Regions from separate parts of the Danio rerio genome. Here region 1 is linked to region 2. A link is a contact called in public HiChIP or PLAC-seq data. All regions are on one chromosome and are shown on one strand. Each heading gives the region's core, a stretch centred on a gene start, on an enhancer-like site or on the middle of the called end of the contact. The rest is flanking DNA. Distances are from core to core; before and after follow the strand shown.

Region 1 (4,318 bases), core at 1,659-4,158, 310 kb after region 2:
TACAGCTTCACAGTATTGTGATCACTGCTCTGAAATATGCTCTTTTTAAATGTCTCGGTAAAAAAATACAAACTTTTTCCCTGCTAAACCCTTTACATTTTATTTTAACATTTAAAATAATTTAAACAATAAACATGTCAGGCTTAATAATGATTATAAGTCTTTGACTGTCTTGTTGTCTACATTAGTTTCAAAAACACAGATTTCTTTACAACTTGAAAAGGCATTTTCGGATAGCTTTCTTTTTTGAAAATAAAAGTAGGTCACTGCACTGTTCATGTCTATAGCATGCTTGTATATTTGTTTTAAGGGATTTGTTTCTATAATGTTTTCTGAATCATGGACTGACAAGTAGCTTTTGATGTAAAGAGTTATTTTCTGCTGGAGATACTGTTGCCCTAAAAAATAAATGTTGAGTTTTCTGTGACAACTTAATTGTTTTAATTTCAAGCCACTTAAATTGGTCAAAAACGCATAATTTAACTTAATTTCTTTATGTTGTCCCAACACAAATCGATTGTGTGGAACCCACGATTTTTACCCCTGATTTCAGATACATTTTCGTCAATCCAATATCAAGTGGATGACGCTAAAGACAAGTGTAAATGGAGTTTATTTTTTTAAGCTTGTCTACATTTACCACTTCCATAGTTAGGTAAAACACATTTGATCAAACTGCTTTCATAGCATATGTTCATATATTTGAAGTGTTCAACCTGCCATAATAGACCTCCAGAGTAGGTGGTCTGTTGACCTAACATGTGATGATCATTACAGCATGTGTGTGGTGAGAAAGTGCAAAGCAAGGTTTCCCTTTTTCACAGAGATGTACAAAAACAGACTAATCATATTGCCTTTTACATCCTTTTTATTGACTTTCTTAAACGCTTGCTACAATTACACAGCATGGATTCGTTCATTCAGTAGTACTTCCAGCAAAACTGATATAGCCTGCCCTAGAGCATGACAATTTAAGAGGAAAGGGTGTTGTTGGCCAAATAATTACAAAAACAAATGGTCACAAGAAGCATCAGTGGAAACTGGGCCTCTGTGACAAAGGTTATACTTGAACTTTACACTGCTCTGACTTAAGCTAAATAATGACACTACTGTTTTAGAGCTGCTAAATGGAGGTCACATGACTTTAACAATGACATTAAAGTCATGATGAAGAGGACGTAGCAACTAATAATTTCTTACTTATAGTCATGTATGTTTGAGTGTAATGGATTATCAAAAAGAAAAAGGGTAAAGCAAGACTTAGTCATTTTTCAAAGTTATAAATTTGTTTTTGATTGGATTTTCCAAATTTTGGCCACCATTATGGGTCAAGTGTGAAGTCAAGCATAGTAATATCACTAAATTTTGATCTTGTGGAGAAATTATTTCGGTACCCATGCAGAAAACAGCTCATAAAACATACAGAACACTTCTTGAAAAAAAATTATTTCCTATCTTTCAAGATTAATGTTTCTGTTCTGTGAGGTTTAGAAATACAGTGCATCATTACATTTATGGTTATTCCTCATTAAAACATAGACCACAGTGTGTGTGTCTGTGTGTGTGTGTGTGTGTGTGTGTGTGTGTATACCAGCTAATGTATTTTTTTTACAATGCTACTTTTTATCTATCATATGCATTTTTAAAATAGCTTATTTACCATTTTAAGCTGACTTTAATACCTAATCACGTTGGTCATCTTCATACTTTCAATTTTGCTAATTTTGAAATAAAATAGCAACCTAAATTTCAAGCACCAAGAAATTATGATAACTTTGTGCATTAAGTGAACATCATTAAACTAAGTTACATATAGACCAATCACTTACATATTTGCCTATAAATAATAAAAAAATTAATTAATATTATTGGTGATGCACCTTTCCTACACTCATGGAGCTACAACAGTATAAAACAACAATTATGAAACCACATTACAACATAATAGCATTGATCACAACAATGATACCTCCATAATAGCTTCACTAAGAATATGTGTTTAAGTAGCCATTACAGTTACAGTGGAATGGTAAAATAATATTGGTAGAACCGGGAAATAAAACTGATTTTACCCACTAAGTGTATCACTTCAGAGCTGCAGTCCCTATGCACACATAACTGAGGATCATGCACTACTAGAATGAACCATTATAAAACAGATGGGAAACAAAGCACAGTGACACGATATGTATCGCCATCATCAAAGCAGGTACACGTATATAGGTAAATCTCTCAAACACAACATCAGACTCAATGAAACGTAGGGTGACAGTATCAGACCTGCTGATCAGTTCAACGCCGCACTGGTTTTCCATTCATGCATTAGTAATGATTTTGGTCAAGGACACATGGCTGAATAGTAATTCGCCTCATATCAAAGTCCAACGAGCTGTCAACATAACCGGGGTCTAAGTAGCCTTCAATTCAGATGCCATCAAACAAGCTGTCAAAACAGGGAGCTCCGCAGATTTAGAGAGAGCCACGGCTTTCCTCTCCCGGTGACTCAGACAGAACCGTGAACCATGACAAACCTGAACAACCTGAGTGTGTAACTTAACGACACTACAGGTGAACCAGACCAAAAACCAAAAAGAGGTTTTAACAGCAGCAGGAGTGGTTTTATATCACCTCACCTTTGGCTTCGCAGTCGGCGCAGTATTTGTTATCATCCTCTCTCAGCATTTTGGACAGAATGGCCTGATGCTGCTCGTTCAGTTTCTGAGCCTTTTCCCTCTCCGATCGCGTCGTCATCTCGACCCGTTTTCTGTCAGCGTCTCTGGATTAAAATGACCGATCTCTGCCCCCGATTGACTCTGTTCAGTTGTATCGTTATAAATGGAAGACCATCCCTTGTGAAATGAAACTATGATGGGCACACGGCAACGGAGCGACGGCTGGGTAGAGACAGATCGGCGGAATATGGCCGATTGGAGGAACTGACCGGAAGCGGAAACGGAGAAGAGGAAGGTACAGTGAGCGGATTAAAAAAAGATTTTAAATACTTCAACTGGAGAACAGGGAGAACAATTATCCAAAGTTAAGTGGTATAATATGTTTTTAGAATTTTAAAAGTCAAACCAATGCTCTGTGAAACCCAAATGTTGACGCTATTGTGACTTTTGCGTCATTGCTGACGTATGTGCGCGTCGGAAGGGATGATAGCCGGTTTGACGTAAAATATGAAATATGATACATCAGAGCTTTCAAGTGTCGAAGAATGATGCCATTTGTCAAAAGATTTTCAATCATTCATTTTCTTTCGGCTTAGTATGGGTCGTCACAGCGGAATGAACCGCCTGTCAGAAGATTCTAAACCTGGTAAATAAATCTGTTTGGTATGTAAAAGCGTTTAGCATAGCAATTGCTAAAAACAAACTTTTGATATTTTGATAATAGAAATATTCATATAAAAACAATGTATCAAATAATACGTAAATACAGTAAGTACAACTAAAGTGTCAGAAATATGGCATTGCTATATTTTAATACAGTTTTAATAAAGTACAATCTGACAAGACTTCTAATGTGGTACACATCAAAATCCCTATTGTAAGGAGAATACAATTATATTTTTATGCTGGTTATGTTATATATTTAACTATCACTGTTTGTCCAGCTTTGCTGTCTAAACGGAGTTATTATAGCAAAGCCAAATGACTGATTAATGCTGATCTGACTATCTCTCACAGCTTGTTGTTTTGGCCTGATAATAGGTTTAACCTCCCTCTGTCTGCTTATGACTGATATTGTGGTGACAATCTATTTGATGCATGCAAAAACCTTTGCAGCAATAACATTGTATTTTTATGCAATAGAATGAACTACATGATATCAACACAAACACACACACACACACACACACACACACACACACTTTACACAAAATAGTAAATGACCAACATGTCTGAACAAGTTTATTTCTTAAACATTTCAGGCACTCAAGACACTCACGTTTCCTCCTTTCAAATAGATAAGAATTAAATTTTCTTACTGTCCATTAGAAACCAAATAGAATCATTCAAGTAATTCAAACTACTTTACACAAAATTAATCACACTACAAAGTAGGCCCATACAATCAGAAGAGACATAGGCTATGCCATTTCTGGTACAGATATTGTGTACATTATAATTTATTGCATTCAAATAATTAAAATGTTTAAATAAATAGATTTAGATATCATTAAGCGGCCGAAACTAAAAGTCAATGCAACGGCCTTTTCTTTCCCAGTCACCATATCGTGTAGGTTCGGGGCCCCTGGGGCCACCCTTCTCCTTAGTTTCTGGATTTACATCATCTGGAAATCCTGTTAAAAAGA
Region 2 (4,315 bases), core at 1,239-3,738:
GAATGCTTCGATTTTTAGTTGAGAACAAGTCTAGCAGCAATTTGTTTCTGTAGCTCCGAGAACAGAGACCTAATGCTGTTAACTGCAGACCAATTGATTCCATTGAGTTATGCTGAGAAAATGTATTGGCTCAAGCCAAATTCGCACAATAATGGAAAGTGATGAAAAGTCATTTCTATGCAAATGGTGTTGACAAATGCATTCTATATTTCCTGCTTATTGTGAAGATCTAAATTGCTTTGCCTCACTCTTATTGAATTGAGACTTAAATTATCGTTTAATCTAGTTGCGCTGTGATCTATTTTCATGGGGCACTGCTTTAATTGGTTGTTATTGCGTTCTGCCTGCTTCTACAGCGTGCACCAGCATTGAAAGGATATTTCTCCATCAATAAACAGCTTTCCTTTTCCACCTCCCCCACCCATGAAAGCCATTAAATAGTCCAGTCCATGCTTTCCTGCGTAGCGTCATCAGCATGAAGGAAGATGGGAGGATTACCAGATTAGATTGACTGCAAAAAATGCACACCAGCACCATTTCCCATGTTGAAGTGTGAGTTCTGAACACCATAAATCCTCCTTATTCCATTGCGCCTCATTTCCTCACTTCTCACAAATTGGGAAAAAACCCACTTGCTCCATGTAATAGAACAGTTCACTTCGGATCAATTCCATTACATTCGAGACCTAAAGCTCACTTCTTGAGTAAACAGGCCATTGTGCCGCTTCGCTTTCATTCTAGATGCAAAGAGATGCACAATAGCAACTGTTACCTGTCAGATTTCAGTCATTTGCAACAAAAGGATGCCCACAATGAGATGGCGTCGCTGACAGTTGCTTCTATTTTCTGTGATTGACATTGTCTGGGCTGACAGGGGGTGCCATGTCGAGGATGGGAGGACAAGGCTGGATGTCACAATCCATTGCTGTCATCGCACTGTGAATGGAGACACGAGGCAGTCAAATAGACATGCCAGTGCTGAAATGAACATCATAAAAGCCTGCAGGCAACGTGTCAGCCATTTTGATTACAATGTAGACTGTTAACTGTAATAAGTTGCTGTGTTGTTTTTTACCTTGATGTTTGTCATGCATCAATGTTTTGTTTATGACATCAGGTGATCCGCTAAACCTGCAGATGGGAATATGCCTGAAGCAAATCGACATCAACAGATTGAGTTCTCAGTCAATCATCTTGTTATTGTGAAAAAAAATGACTTCATATGGAAGCTGACAATTAATTGCCGTAAACAGTACTAAATTGATTCTATGTTGATTAATGGATTGTTTTTTGTGTAGGTAAAACTGATAGCAAAGGAAATTTGGCACGTTTACTGCACATTACAAATGGTCAAAACTATGATATAAAGGCTGATTTATTTAGAGGAAGAGTTTAGCCAAAATCGAAAAAAATCAGTGTATTTACTCGCACCTAGACCTTTCAAGGTGTAGACTTTTTCCACTTCAGTATAGCATAAAAATATGATTTTTAAATTAAAATGTGGTCCTTGGTGATTTATAAAATGCAAGTAGACAGGTAGTATATTGAGAGCTAAAAAATGCAAAACAAATTTACCCTTGGCTCTTGGCAATGCATTGAACAATCAGTGTGTGCAAAAAACTGAACATTATTTACAATATTGTTACCTTTAATCCACAGTCTTGGGACTGAGCGTTCCCAATACTGTTTGCCAAGGCTGTGGATTAAAGTTAATGTAGTAAATAATGTTCAGCGTCCTGCACAGACTAATGGTGTTGCTTCAACAAAGCTCAATATATCATCAGAAGCCACAGGTATGTTTTTATATTTTCCTGTATATATTTTTTGATTCCTAAAATGCCAAAAGAGATTGGATTGGATACTGTTGCAGATAAAAAATGTCCTGTAAAAAAGGAAATTTAACTCTTGGATGGCCACAGAGAAAAATTGACACCATTTTTATTCACTTTTTCTATGAAGACTATATTGAATATCTAAATAAATATCAATAAAACACGGTAATAATAAATCAAATTTTGTCTTGAAATTTTTCATTTAATTTAATATTTTTAATTTAAAATCAATTAAATTAGAATAAGAGACTGAGGAAATTTTGATTACAGTAAATTCAAGAACAAAATTAAAACCATAATTTTAAGCATTGGGTTAAATTTCAACTAAACATCCAACAGCCAAATATTTGAATATTATATGAGAATATAAGACTCTCGTCGAAAAGGCAGAATACAATGCGTGTGATTCATCTCTCGCTCTCTGGTGCGCAGGTGGGGAGGGGGAAATCTCAGTTTGAAGTCTCAGTCTTCCTCATTTCAGCGGACTACAGCAGTGTCTGTCGGACCATCAGCGCAGCCTCATCATTCGGCGCAGTTTTGAGCAGGCTAATCATCGCACCTAGATGACTTTATTGCACTCCAAGCCATGCACGTGACCAAAACAATGACCTGTTGTTATTTTTGGCACTGTTCTCTGCGCTAAACGACTGAGGACTCCCTGTATAGGGAGCATCATCTCAGGGCACGGACTCTCCGGCGGAGCGCAGGACGGGATGGGATCGCAACTGCGCGTTTAGGAACGGGAATGGGAAGTTTAAACGACCGTGGACTGTGGATGCTGTCTAAAAACCACCCGAGGATCGGCTTTAAGGGAAGTTTAAAAAGTAACAATCTGCAATAATCCGTTAATCACCTCTGAAGGAACTGCTCGGTTTGTGCTTCAAATTAAGCAGCTCTGGTTCTTCGGGCACAATGAAATCCATCTTCTACACTCGCTTTTTCATCCTTCTTCCGTGGATCTTGATAGTGATCATCGTGATCGACATCGATACGAAGAGATTATCAGTTCGGAACACGGCCAGCTTTTATTTATCTCGGTTGGGGAATGTACAGCAGCGGCAGGTCGTCAGAACGACTCGGACCAGCAGCAGCAGCACCACCGCCAGCAGCAGCGGGAGAAACGCCACATCTCTCCCGGTCATTTATGCCATCACTCCCACTTACAGCCGAGCGGTGCAGAAAGCAGAGCTCACCCGCTTGGCAAATACGTTCCGCCAGGTCCCACAGTTCCATTGGATCGTGGTGGAGGACGCGAACTCCCACACGGAATTGGTGTCGCGGTTTCTCGCCCGGTGCGGGGTGCGATACACTCACCTGAACGTGTTCACCCCGCGCAGGTTCAAGCGGACCGGGATGCCCCGAGCGACCGAGCAGAGGAACTTAGCGCTCGGCTGGATCAGAGGACACCGGGGCTCCAAAGATAAAGGAGTAGTTTTCTTCGCGGATGATGATAACACTTACAGCCTTGAGTTATTTGAAGAGGTAAGTACGACTCCTTGAGATTATTAGTTGTTTAAGAACAAGGCTGTCAATAGTTTAGATTTGATTAGAAAAAAAAATCACAATAAAAGTGTTACATTTCTAACAGTCTGCTGAAAAACTAAAAGGAAACCATCACAAAAGTTGTGATTTCACTACAAATACCAATTACAAACCACAACCGTAAATATTAAAATCAGTGCCTTTAAAATGTTAATGTAGTAGACTAAAGGTGTAGTTGATTTGGGATAGGTTTTACTCCAATAACCTTGTAAAATCAGGGTCATTTGGTGTAAAGATTGGAACATATTCGATTAGTATGTAAAGATTTTAAAATGCCATCAAGAAGGCAACAATTTACCAGTAGAAATCCACTGGGAGCATTACAGTTCCCATTGAAACCAATATAATTATAACCAATAAAACCACAAAAAAATGTAGTGGTTTCTTTAGCTTTTTTTCAGCAGGGGTGGCAATGAATAGCTCAACTAAACAGAAATAAGAAGCCTAGTCTAAGTTGGAACTAGTTTGTTTATGGTATAGGGTGTTATATGGTCTGCTTGTTGGCCTGGATCAAAATCCATGTGATTCACTGAAAAAAGATTGGCTGGGGCACTATTGTTCTTTTTCACATGTCACAAAATAATATATATATATATATATATATATATATATATATATATATATATATATATATATATAGACAACTACAGCATTAATAAGCACAAATAATAAACAAGAAGTGTGGAAATACACGCTTTACAAATAAACAACTTGGTGTCCTTACACTCTAAAAACAATAAAATAGAAACAAAGTGGAGCCACAATGGAGTCATTTTAAACTGTTTACTCTCGTTATGCAGGCACAAGCAAATATTGCACTCCAAAGGTTGTTGCAATACATTTAAATCTATGCAGCTGGAATAAAAACGTTGGCAATTACTAAAAGGCTGGCAACGCCTCAGTCAAGCTCACTGAATTGTCCCCATAGACATTCATGTGGT

Evidence for each region. HiChIP or PLAC-seq counts read pairs in DNA pulled down with a chosen protein or histone mark.
Region 1: an H3K4me3 HiChIP or PLAC-seq map of gastrula embryo shows a contact between it and region 2, with 2.9 times the contacts expected there. The contact joins the promoter of smap1 here to the promoter of b3gat2 in region 2. A contact is called at or near these places in 3 of 4 datasets of contacts at active chromatin or transcription factors (caudal fin, embryo and gastrula embryo).

Annotation. Positions count from the first base shown.
Region 1 is chr13:31,646,401-31,650,718 of GRCz12tu, forward strand. It overlaps smap1 (small ArfGAP 1), which reads right to left and starts at 2,909. Exons shown (of 10, transcript NM_001077778.1): 1 at 2,634-2,909. The coding sequence starts at 2,751. It overlaps sdhaf4 (succinate dehydrogenase complex assembly factor 4), which reads right to left. Exons shown (of 3, transcript NM_001030184.1): 3 at 3,887-4,306. The coding sequence ends at 4,197.
Region 2 is chr13:31,334,388-31,338,702 of GRCz12tu, forward strand. b3gat2 (beta-1,3-glucuronyltransferase 2 (glucuronosyltransferase S)) reads left to right here and starts at 2,489. Exons shown (of 4, transcript NM_001003454.1): 1 at 2,489-3,314. The coding sequence starts at 2,745.